Regions from separate parts of the Muntiacus reevesi genome. Here region 2 is linked to region 1. Evidence: chromatin contacts called from public Hi-C data. All regions are on one chromosome and are shown on one strand. Each heading gives the region's core, a stretch centred on a gene start, on an enhancer-like site or on the middle of the called end of the contact. The rest is flanking DNA. Distances are from core to core; before and after follow the strand shown. Region 1 holds the start of PRP4K (pre-mRNA processing factor kinase PRP4K). Region 2 holds the start of NQO2 (N-ribosyldihydronicotinamide:quinone dehydrogenase 2).

Evidence for each region. A called contact is a pair of places that touch in the nucleus more often than the background predicts.
Region 2: a contact with region 1 is called in a Hi-C map of muscle, with 4 times the contacts expected there. The contact joins the promoter of NQO2 here to the promoter of PRP4K in region 1. A contact is called at or near these places in 2 of 3 Hi-C or Micro-C datasets (blood and muscle).

The regions. Positions count from the first base shown.
Region 1 is chr20:50,190,650-50,196,719 of mMunRee1.1, reverse strand. PRP4K (pre-mRNA processing factor kinase PRP4K) reads left to right here and starts at 2,763. Exons shown (of 16, transcript XR_010660002.1): 1 at 2,763-2,944.
Region 2 is chr20:50,702,015-50,708,084 of mMunRee1.1, reverse strand. It overlaps NQO2 (N-ribosyldihydronicotinamide:quinone dehydrogenase 2), which reads left to right and starts at 2,172. Exons shown (of 7, transcript XM_065913408.1): 1 at 2,172-2,321; 2 at 3,437-3,562; 3 at 5,043-5,207. The coding sequence starts at 3,556. All of the region lies in intron 1 of LOC136151943 (a long non-coding RNA gene), which reads right to left.

The DNA of each region.
Region 1 (6,070 bases), core at 1,514-4,013:
TGGGCGGGGCCAGCCCTTCCCGGCGGCTCTGCCCCGGCAGCTTTCCGGAGCAAAGGTCTCCGAACGCAGGAAGGAAAAAGCGGCGCGGTTGCAACGATGGGCTTCGGGTTTGAAAATGAAAAGTCGGGCTTAAGTCTGTTGCTTTGGAAACGTCTGCTGAACGATTAAAGTAATAAGCGGACGTTTGCTTTAACTCTGCCTTCAGAGAGCGCCGCTTCTTCCAAAACGAACTTCCAAAACAGCAGTTTGGAGTGAGTCCTTGACAAATCCTGTCCTAGTGCACTCTCCAGAAGTAGCACCGTGCGAGCGAATTTGGTGAGACATTTTTAAAGGAGATCTTTGCCAGCATCATTTTCTCAAGCTTCATTTTCACTATGCTCTCTTTTAAAACTTGAATGATTTGTCCAAGTCTCAACTTGAGCCAGCCATAATCAGGATTCAAACCTGACCCTTAGTTCCTCTGTTCCCCACCCATCCTTCCCCACACTCAGGATGCTTCGTTTAATCTCCACGTTAAAGATGCTGCAAAGAAATAGAGAGTGGGGCTGGGGCCAGGGAGACCACATTAAGGCTGAGGAAACAGACTGATGTATAAGCACGCCACTAATCAACAAGAAAGAGACTACAGTTTCTGGACCTAGAGAAAATAAGGAATTTCTAGTACCAATCCAGTACTCTTTCCCTTGCATGCATGCTAAGTCATTTTAGCCATGTCCAACTCTTGTATTCCTATGGACTGAAGCCCGTCAGGCTGTCTAAGGGATTCTCCAGGCAAGAATACTAGAGTGGGTTGCCATGCCCTCCTCACCCTTTCCATTACTTATATTCAAAAAGCATTTGAAAACCAAAGAACTGTGTGGATGGGTGCACTATCGGGAGATGCTAAACAAATGACTTTTCTGTGGGAAACAGCACAGTAAGAATGAAGAGTGCAGACTTGAGAAATTTCAGTTTAAACCATGGCTTGGCACCTGGGAACTGAGTCATCACAATCAAGTCACCTTACCTCTGAGTGCCAGTTTATTAGGCTTCTTTTGCCTTAAAGTGTATTATTCTACTATATATCCAAGATGAGATCTCTTACAGGCTTGTACTCACTTCCAAGAAGAGGTCTGTAATAGGTTTGTACTACATACACCATGTTTATTTTCACTTTAAAATTATATATTTAAAAATAACGTACTAATGTTATTTTAATAACGTATCTAAGCTATTCTTAACACCGTGACACACGGCCTTGCCTTCGTAGGACAGAGAATATAATAAATAGTAAATATAAGACTGCTGTATTGCTGTATACATAATACCTTTTAAAAAGATATACCTGGATGAGAATCTAGAGATAGGAACAATTAGCAGAATTCTGAAATTCCAACCTACACACTACCAGTACATCAATAAATATATGGGTGAAAATATAAACCATTCTTAACACATTTCTGAAAACTATTTCCTTTGAAAGAAGCCTTCTAAGTTATACCTAAATTTGATAATTAAGGAGAAAGAAAGAAACCCTTCTTGAAGAAAACAGTTAAGGACCATTCGAAGAAATGCAGCAATGGGTGTGGGGTGAGGGTAGGGGAACCCACAGAAGTCAATAAACATCCAAGTATTTAGTATTCCGTATTAATAAAGTCCATGAGGGGAAAATGCTTAACATTTTAACACATTTGGGATTCAGCCAACTAGAGACTTATTTTAAAAGAATATTTTAACTCTTCCCCTCTGACAATCAAGAGACATATAAGCTCAGCTATTCTGAACTCAGATTTCTAAATCAAACCCAAACTCATTTGATTACAAGAATAAAAGTGATCACCACCTTGCTTTTAGGCTCAAGTATGAAGAAAGATACTCTTCAGAGAAAGAAAGAGAATGTAAAAACCTACATGTTATTGAAAGCTCTCCAACAGACAGTTCAGTTCAGTTCAGTCGCTCAGTCGTGTCCGACTCTTTGCGACTCCATGGACTGCAGCACACCAGGCCTCCCTGTCCATCACCAACTACCGGAGTTTACTCAAACTCCTGTCCATGAGTCGGTGATGCCATCCAACCATCTCATCCTCTATCGTCCCCTTCTTCTCCCGCCTTCAATCTTTCCCAGCATCAGGGTCTTCTCAAGTGAGTCAGCTAGAGACAGTAACTTTTAACCAAGAGGCAGTAACTTTTCACATACGGTGTTTCATTTCATCTCATTACTGTAGATTCCATTATTATAGAAAAACAAAATCACAAAGTTATTTGGACCAGAAATGTCACTTAAAAATTCAGTCTACAGGTCCAGAGAACCTGGACAGGAGTAACGGACTCCTGACGTATGGGCTCAACAAAATCTGAAACAAAGTTCCCAAAGTTTCAAACGAACGTGCCAATACTAGTAGTTCTCTATGTTCTAGGTACAGCCCTAGCTTGCCTGTCTACAGGCAAAATGCCTGTCTACAAACTTTCTCTTAATACCGCTTCACACTGAGTTAGCTAAGGGATAAGAAGGCATTTAAGAAGCAAAATCATCTTGTTTGCCCAGCTTGAAAATTTTCACCCGAGTCTGGGCCCCACAACAGACCAATTCTCGGAACTGCGCCCCGGATGCGGACCCCTCCACCTTCCATCCTTTCTCCAGGTTCCTAGAACTTGATGACGGTTCTTACCCAATGAGCGCGCACCTTTAAAGCCCCGGCCAGGGCGGCCGCGGCCTCGCCCCTTCCGGAAGTGCGTCACGACGCCAGTGCGCTCCGTCCCCGGATGCGCTTGTATATCCGGATTTTTCGAGCGACGCCGAGCTCCACGGGTCCCGACGCTGTCGGCACATGCGCGACGGCCCCGTTCCCTCTTCCTCCGCCTCCCCTGGCTTCCGCCGTCCGCGGAGCCGCCGCCACCGCCGCCGAGGAGTCAGGAAGTTCAAGATGGCCGCCGCGGAGGCGCCGTCGCTGCGGGAACAGCCAGAGTAAGTAGTCCGGGGGCGCGGAGGGCCGGCGCCAGGGGCGGGCCGAGAGGGGACGGGCTGAGCGCCGCCCGGGCGGGCGAGCGGGCGGGAAACTTCGCGGCCCAGCGGTCGCGGCCAAACTTTGCCTCCCGCGCGGCGCCGTGGGGGCGCGGGAGGGCGGCCTCGGCGCTCCGCCCGCCCGGAGGCCCCGGCTGTTGGATCGAGGGCCTCCGGGGCCCGCAGCGGCGTTGCCCAGGGAGGCGAGGGCGCGAGCGGCCTCTACGGGTCTCGAGCGCGAGGCCGCGGCGCGGGCGCGCCTGCCCGCCTCTGAGGCGACGAGCGGGTCTTCCGGAGCAGCCCGCGCGACGGCGAGCCCCGAGCGCTCCTCTCCGCAGGCGGCTCCCGCGCCGCCGCCGGTGTCAGTCTTCCGGGCCGGGAGCAGAGGGGCGCCGGGCGCGCCCTCCTTCATCGCTCGGAGCCTCGGCTGGCGGGGTGCTCCCTCCTTCCCGCACGGTGCTCTCGGCCCCAGCGTCCCCTTGGTGTTTTCCCCTTCTCTGCCTAGTGCAGCTGGTCTCCCGGTTCGCAAACTCGAGGCAAAGTAAGACCAAGTGCTCGGTTCTGAGGCCTAGGGTTTTTGGCCCGAGTTTACAGCGCTTGTCTGGGAGCCCCAGTGAAATAAGGAGTGGGAATGGTCAGCTACTTGCAAACCGGAGCGCTTCGTGTCTGTAATCAAGCTAACGTAAAGCATCGATGCGGCCGAGTGGACCGCATCGGTAGGGTAACCCTTCCCTTAACTGAGAGCAGTGTATTCTGTTTTCCGTGTGTTTGCTAGGAAAGCTCAGGAACCTAAGAGAGAGAATGCATTTTAAGACAGTATTTTTGTAGCGCCTTTTTTTTTTTTTTTTTTTTTTGGCTTGTATCCTCATTATCTGATTTGTTTCCAGCAGTCTTAAGAAAGAGGTAGAGGTAGTCTCCCAGCAACTTTGGACTGACAAGAGGAGAAATCTTTGCACCTCCCCAGCCGGCCCATCGCTTCACCGCTGTGCGTCCAGTGTCGGACCGCTCGCGGGTTTGCTTTGCTCATCTAGGCAGAGAGAGTTACCAGAAGTTTTTCGTTTAGGGACTCTGAAAGCTGCTCTGTTCATCTTCACAGTTTGACTTAAAAGAGGGCAGGTGGGTTCTGAAGTTTTAGGTAGACTTTGCCTCTTTTTGTTTTTCACGGAGTTCACAGTGAGGCCTTGTTCCGGGCTTCATGAGAAGATCTTATGAAAATCTTAGGCTATGCAGCTGATTTTTCTAGTAATCTGTTTAAAGTTCTATAGTATTATGTCCATTAATTTGATTTCAGGGACGGTTTAGATTCCTTTTCAGGAGGGATGCAGCCATGTTTATTTAGATACTCAAATAACACGAGATTTAATAATGATATTTATTTAGGCTCCTACAGTATGAATGGCACTGAGATTTATTGCACCTCTCCCTCACACACACACACACACACACCCCACACACACTTGGTACGCACAGACTGTTCCATCTATATGTGTTCCACTTTCACTTATTTGAAATGTTTTAATGTAGAAAATGACAGTTTACTAGGAAAGCAAGTACCATGTTGGCTGCCCACAGGGAATGCTGAAATGCAGTGTCTGAGTAGGTTTTTTTTTAAGATAGGCTGAGGAGTTCACAGTTATGTGGAATCTACTCCAAGTGGAATATTTTGAAAAAGTAAAGCTCTCTGAATGCTTCTTAGTGACTTTTAAGTTTGTTGATATCTTTAGCTCAGTCTTTTTTCATAGTTTTAAGCATTTAAATTTTTATATGCATTGACTTACTTGAACTTACCCAGACCAGGTACTGAGCAAATACTGCCTCATTCAGTCTTTATGACAACCCTGTGGAGTTGGTCCTGACACTCCCCACATTTTACAGTTGAGAAGCTGGAAGCACAGAGAAATTAAGTTAGCTTGCCCAGGGTCATGCCAAGTGACAGGTGTGGGGTTGACGTCCAGGCAGCCCTGTAGTGGGGCCCTGCTCCTAACTAGCGTGCTTCTGGTCTCTCACTCTACGTTGTAGCTCCTTTTATTAAAAACATTAATAGCCTTTAACATTTGAAATAATTTTTTTTTATTTCCAGTATCCCAGAAAGGTCCATTTTTATAATGTGACAGTTCCAACACTTTGGAATTTAATATCCCATTTGGAAGGAGTGGGAGTGGAATGGTTCTTTTTGAGACTGGTTGGTCTTCTGAATCCGTCCTTATCTTTACATCTACATTAATTCTGTATTAGAGTAGTCTCACTCGTTAGAGAAACAGGCTCACTTATCATCATTTTCCTTGTCGAAAGCGGTGACATTCACTTTGCTCACCATTGCCTCCCAGCTCCAAAGCATGAATTGAATGCCTCTCATATAAGATGTTATGAGGAATACTCTTTGAAAAGAAAATATGTGAAGAGGGAAGTTAAAATAATACTAGTGGTTGGTAATTGGTCACTTTATTTTAAAGTTGTTCCATGGCTATTTTTATTGTGCCAGATGCCCCAAGGCTCTGGGTTGTTTGAAGGATGAAATAACCTAACATATGAGTAAATACTGTTTAACACTACCATGCTGTCTGCACTCCGAATGCAGCTTCCCTTCCAAATGAGATTTGAAGGATGTTACTCAGCTCTCAATACGTACTGGTTTATGACAAACCTGTTGTAGAACAGTTTGGTATAGAAACATACTTACTAAATGTGTAGTGTTAGTTTGCAAAATGTAAATCGTCCAAGAAGGTAATCAGGTTTCTTTACGAGAAACCTTTTCCTAAAGCTTTAGAAGAAAAGTTGTTAATTAGCCTAAATTAAGTGACCTGACACAAGGACGTTTATGGGTGTCATGGGTGTCACTGATGCATCGAGTGAAAGTTTTCCTGATGTATCTGTCAGACTTCAGTTATTTTTTTTGGAATTTGCTTTAAGAGATCAACAGAAGAGGCTAGGGGTCTGCTCTCTGCCTAACCCCAGTGTGGGAGAACTCTGGAATTAAGGTTAAGCTGGCCGGCCCTAAGGCACTTAGGTGGCATTTTATTAGTAACCTGGTCATTTCTTGAATTAACATTCATTAAGTTACAGTGAAAACTGGGATTACTCCTGGGAATG
Region 2 (6,070 bases), core at 923-3,422, 510 kb before region 1:
GTCGATGCTATATCTACATATCTCGTTTTAATAGCACCGCCTCCTCCTTAGGCTCACAGTAGGAATCTCTTGTTTGCAGTAAATGCCAGATTAGCAGGGAATCATATTTCTCTTCGCCAGTCCACCGCTGGCGCTTTCACCATCCTCAAGACCCAGGCGAGGGCCGGCTAGCTGACCTTGCCGGAAGGGCGACGTCCCCTCCGCACCTGCGATTCCCGCGCGCGGCCGCCAGATGGTGCTGCCGCGTCGCGGACTAGGATCAAAGCGGGGCTGGACCCAGAAGCTCCCCGCACCTGAATTTTCAGAGGCGGGGTCGCACCTTGGTCTCCCTTCCGGCCCAGCACTTCCACCCCCACACCAGGGACTAGACGGCTCCCGGGCTGGTTCCCTGCGGCTTCACGGTCACCGGGTCTTCCCACCACCACCACCGGGAGGTCTGGCTGTCTTCCTCATTGGTCCTCACAGCATCCTGGAGGCTCAGTGGTAAAGAATCTGCCTGTCAAGTGGGAGATGCAGGTTCCATCCCTGGGTTGGGAAGATCCTCTGGAGGAGGAAATGGCAAGCCAATCCAGTATTCTTGCCTGGGACATCCCAGAGGAGGCTGGCAGGCTACACAGTTCATGAGGTTGCAAGAGTGAAACAGGACAGCATAAACAACCACAACCTCAGGGCACCAAAGACGTGAACCACCCCCCTCCCAAGGGACAACAGCGTCAGTCACCCTCCTTGGAAGGTTACCCCAGAGTCCCTGCATCCGCCTTTCTTAGTTGCAATCATTTCACGTGACTCAAAGATGATTTGCGGACATCATCTCAGTCTGACAACAAAGAGGGAAGAAAACTTAAACCAGATCTCACCTTTGAGGACATTCTGGTACATTTGGAAATGCCTCTACAACTTTTCCCCCAGCTAAAGGTCATTCTAAAATGACAATGGCCCCAGCGCCTCCCAGGCTCACAAGACAAGGGGCCTGTCCACTGCTGGCACAAGGGCACGGCACGCATAGAGAGGCCGTGTCCTCACCATGAACCCAAGAAAGACAGCAGCCTCGGACAGACCGCCCCAACGCTGATGTGGGAACCGCAGCTGCAGCTGTTTGCATCAGGAAAGTTATGCTCGAAGGGGAACCAGCCTTCGCTCTCTGGGCCCATCCTGAAGGTGAAAGAGTTAGTCGCTCAGTGGTGTCCAACTCTTTGCAACCCCATGGACCTTCAGTCCATGGAATTCTCCAGGTAAGCATACTGGAGTGGGTTGCCATGAACATCTCCAGAGTATCCTCCCGACCCAGGGATCAAACCTGGGTCTCCTGCATTTCAAGCTGATTCTTTACCATCTGAGCCACCAGGAGAGCCCCAAGGGCCATCCCGGGACACCAGAAATCAAGGCAGAGTTTGGGAGGGTCCTCGAGTGAGTCCCAATGGCAGGGGGTCTACAAGTGAGGTGGCGCAGGCCAGAAAGTGCTGGGAAGAGGGGAAAGAGACAATCGGCCCAAAGTGCCCACCAGCAGCCCTCCCCCACACGTCTGCAGGCTCCAGTTCGGTGCCTCTCTGCCCTCCGGGGATCTCCTTGGCCTTGAAGCTGCCGGTGTGCCCTTCACCCCCAGCCTGCCCAATAAGAACGTCGGGCCAGACCACAGAACAACGCCACCGCCGGAACGGTCACACACCGCACATTCCCATCAGCACAAGGTCCCTCTTAGAATCACACCCCCCCACCAGAAACCTGGCAACCGCTAACCTGTTCTCCGCCTCTAGAATCTCATCTCAAGAGTGCTGCCTAAACGTGATCGTTCGGGGGAACCCTCGAGGACTGGCGATTTTCATGCAGCGTGATTCTCTGCAGATTCGCCCCGGCTGCTGGGACCCCGATCGCTCATCCTTTTTACGGCTGAGTGTTCTGACCCTCGGTGGGCCTAGGGGCGGACGCGGCGGCCCCCTTCCCAGAACTGCCATCCCTTCAGCCGCCGCGGCGCGGAGCCCCCGGGCCGGCTCCGAGGGGCCGGGACAGGGCAGGGGCGGGGCGAAGGGCTGTGGGCGGGGCTATGCCGGGCGGTCCGCCGAGCGCGAGGAGAGGTCCAGACAGGTCGGGGGCGGGGCTGCGCTCCGGGGAGAGGCGGGGTGGGCGTGGCCTCGGCGCTCGTGGGCGGGCCGTGGGCGGGCCGTGGGCGGGGCCCCCGCCGAGTCCCAGCGTCCAGCCCCGCGGAGCGCGGCCGCATTGTCCGCTCGCGACGCCTGCGAGTGCGTAGTCCGCGCGGCGGAACGTGGCGTGGACGCCGGGCGTTCAGCCTCGTCCTGCCGCTCCTCTCGGGCGAGTTGGCCGAGGTGAGTGTCCGCGCTCGCTGGGGGCCGCTCCCCAGGGCCAGGGTCTCCGCGGGCTCCCACCCCCGCCTGCCCGAGCTTCCCCCCTGCACGTGCGAGGCCTGGGGCGCAGGTGTGCGCAGGCCCGGCGCTGTCCCCGGCCGCTGCCCTCCGCCCTGGACTCGGCCCGCGCTGACCCCACGCGCGGACGGGGAGCGGGCCGCCTGGGGTCAGCGAGCGGGCGGCGCGGAGACCCGGCCTGGGCCCGCGGGGCTCCGGCTCGGCCTTTGCCCCGGGTGCCAGGACCCGAAACTCTGCTTCTCCAACCTTAGTCCCTGAGGGTCTCAGCCAGAAAATCCAGAAGAGGGACGGGTATTCGGTGTGTGCTTCCTGCGCTGCTGTGTATGGAGCAGGGGGGACGGAGGGAAGACAAGGAGAGGAGCAGTCGAGGAGGATGGAACGAGATAGAGTGCATAAAAGGTGTCAGCCGGGTTGGTGTGGCATGATATATGTAGTTTAACAGCCGCCCGCTTCTGTTTCCTGCCGGCCTGGTAAGAGCGCTCTCTCCACGGAAGGAGACGGCTCTCCCTGCTGTGGAGCAAGGTCAGTAGGGAAGTGCTGGACAAGTGGCCTGCTTCTTGGGCCTCAGTGGCTCATTCCGTACAACTAGCAGACTTGGGCCCCCTGAGGAGTCAGAACTCCAAGGCCTGCAGTGGCCTGGCAGGCGATGTAACTAGGTACCCTGGACCAGGCAGAGCGGTAAGGGGATGCCTCCCCTGCTGTGGTCACTGAAATGAAAGCTTTTCTTCCCAAACCAGAGTGTCTTTGGGCCCTGACCCCGGAGATCTCAGGACCAGATGCTCCCTGAGTCTGCAGCCCATCACTCTCCAGACATGTTCCGGGGGCTTCTGCTAGGCTCAGGATAAAGTCTTCACCCCCGCACTACTGACCCACCCACCCCTTGGACCAAATTCCGCACCACCCAGCTCTGTTGTATCCGCATGTCCGCTCTGTCGGCTCTCTGAGCACCCCAGGCCAGTCCCAACGCTGCCTCGCGCTTGCCGTTCCCCCTGCCTCATCCTGCCCACTGCTGCCCACCGAGTCTGCCTACCTCCCTCAGCATTTGTTTCCTCTTCTAGGTCGTTGGCATCACTGAGAGTGACCGTGCCTGAGAGCTCAGGGCCCCCTGCACCCAGGACTAACAGCACACCCTCCTCCCAACAGGATTCAGAGAGAAAAATACCCATCTTCCTGGGACATGGCAGGTAACTATTAGCTATGGGGGAGTAAAACTTTGTTAAATGAAAAATTTATTAGAAATTGAATACTTTTTTATAAAAACTCCAGACAACACTCCTGTATAAAACTTGTTTATAATGTGGACTGCAACCTGGAATTATCTTGTTTTGTATTTTCTTACTTGTTTTATTGTTCATTTCAGCCCCGACAAAATAGAATGCTTATCTTGTCTTTGCTTTGCCTCCAGCCTCTGGGATGACCCCCTGGGACATAATAGCTGCTCGATCAATAGATACTGAGTGAGCCCCGAGAGTGACCATAGTTAGAAATACCGCATGACACATGCATCCCGCTGTGACGTCTTTTTGTTCAACACTATAACATGAAAATCCTTGCATTTCATAAGATAAAAATTCATGTTATTTTATGCATATGCTGTACATTAGGGCTTCTCAACTGCGGCACTGCTGACGTCTGGGGCCAGAGCGCGCTCTGTCGGGGGGCCTCTCCTGTGCTGTGTCCTGCAGCCTGGCTCTCTGTCTCCCACATCCCAGCAGCGCTCCCTCCGGATGCCACAACCGAGAAATGTCTCCAGATGTTGTGAAACACTCCCTGGGAGGTAGCAGTCTCCCTGGTTTAGAACCATCAGTGTGGCTATTTCATTTGTATCCTGTTTCCTGTTAAGCCCCCAAGTTCCTTTATAACAAATGAGCCTGAGAAGTTAAAACTGTTAATCATTAATTTCACTCGTGCAGTTCAACCTTTACACCCTGCTGAGTGCCCCAAAGCTGTTTGCTTCAAACATTTATATTTTCTCAAGGGCCTGAACAGAATAATATAGATCAAGAGTTTAAATATTTTGGTCTTAAGAGGTTCCCACGGAAAATTTAAACACATCCCCACAGCTGCCTTCTGGAAGGAACTGGTACATGACCTCGGAGAATGTCCTGGAGGACCGTGTGGCTTCAGAGACTGTTGGTATGAATGGCACTGGGTGGGGCCTCTTGTCAGGCTCTCCACCGAAGCCGGGCTTCATGCAGACCCTGCGTCCCCCGGGGACTCATATCTGATTTTTTTTTTAATATATCTTATGTGTCAGTTTTCAGTGGAGAGGAAGGAAGCAGAGCTGTGTGTCAGCGACCGACCTGCCAACAAGGGGTTAGCACGAAAGATGAGTCACAGCAGTTTCTAATTCTGATCTTAGGCAACACGGCTAAAACGTCTCATAGTGGATAACCAGAACAGATTGGGCTTTAAAAGAATGCAGTCGTGTTATTCTTGGGGAATCATAACTCGACTCCTGTGTCCGTAAACCCAAGTAGTGGTGAACTGATAGAGCTAGGTTCTTAGAATGCGCATTGTTTTGCAGCTGTCTCCCGTAAAAAGCGTTGGTCTTTCTCACTTAGCCTCAGCCCTTGTGTGCCTCCTGTTGTCAGCTTGGTCCTTGTTCAGCTTTGACAGAGGGGAGTTATTCTTCAAGAGAAATGGTTTCTTGTCTGGATTTAGGTAAGAAAGTGCTCATCGTCTACGCACACCAAGAGCCCAGGTCTTTCAACGGGGCCCTGAAGGACGTGGCGGTGGCTGAACTGAGCCAGCAAGGCTGCAGCGTCACCGTTTCTGACCTCTATGCCCTGAACTTTGAGCCCAGGGCCACGGGGAAGGACATCACTGGTGAGTCATAGATGCTCTGTGGCTTTTGGGGTTTTTTTAAACTTTCTTCTTCTTGTGTGTCTTTTCTCTGAGGTACCCTTGACATCACTTTGTATTGTTTCAGATGTGTAATGTAAGGATATGAGGTTTGTATCCATTGCACAATGATCACAGTAAGTCCAGTTGACGCTCGTCACCGTCACCGCACACAGTTCCGCTCCTTTTCCCTCTTGATGAGGACTTTCACGATCCCGTCGTTGGGACATGTCGTGGTCTTAACTGCAGTCAGCGCACTGCGCGTGACAGCCTGGGGCCCACACTTTGCTCTTCTGACCCTCTTCATCCATGTCGCCCAGCCGCCAGCTCAGCAGCCACCTGTCTGCTTTCTGTATTCCCGAGCTCACTTGCTTTTCATTTAGTTTGGTGGCGGAAGTGGCCATTTGCTTATTAAGATTCCACCACTCTCCCATGTGTGAGATCATACAGTATTTTTCTTTTTCTGCGTATTTCATTTAGAAACGCCCTCCACGTCTGTCCATGTTGTGGCACATGGCAGGGCTTCCTTCTTTACGACTGAACGATAATCCCACTGTGCATGTATCACATTCCTTATCCACCGACGGGCCCGCTGTGCAAATCACATTCCTTATCCACCGACGGGCATTTAGGTTGTTTTCATCTCTTGGCTATTGTGAGTAATGCTGCAGTGAACACAGGGGTGCAGGTTCCTTTTTGAACGACTGTGTCCCTTTGCTTTGGGTAAATACCCAAAAGTGGGATTGCTGGATGGTAGCTCCGTTTCCAGCCTGGGGGGACCCTCCACACTGTTTCCCACGGGGGCTGCACTTTGCACCAGCCGCACGCGGGTCCGCCCTCGCCCACGT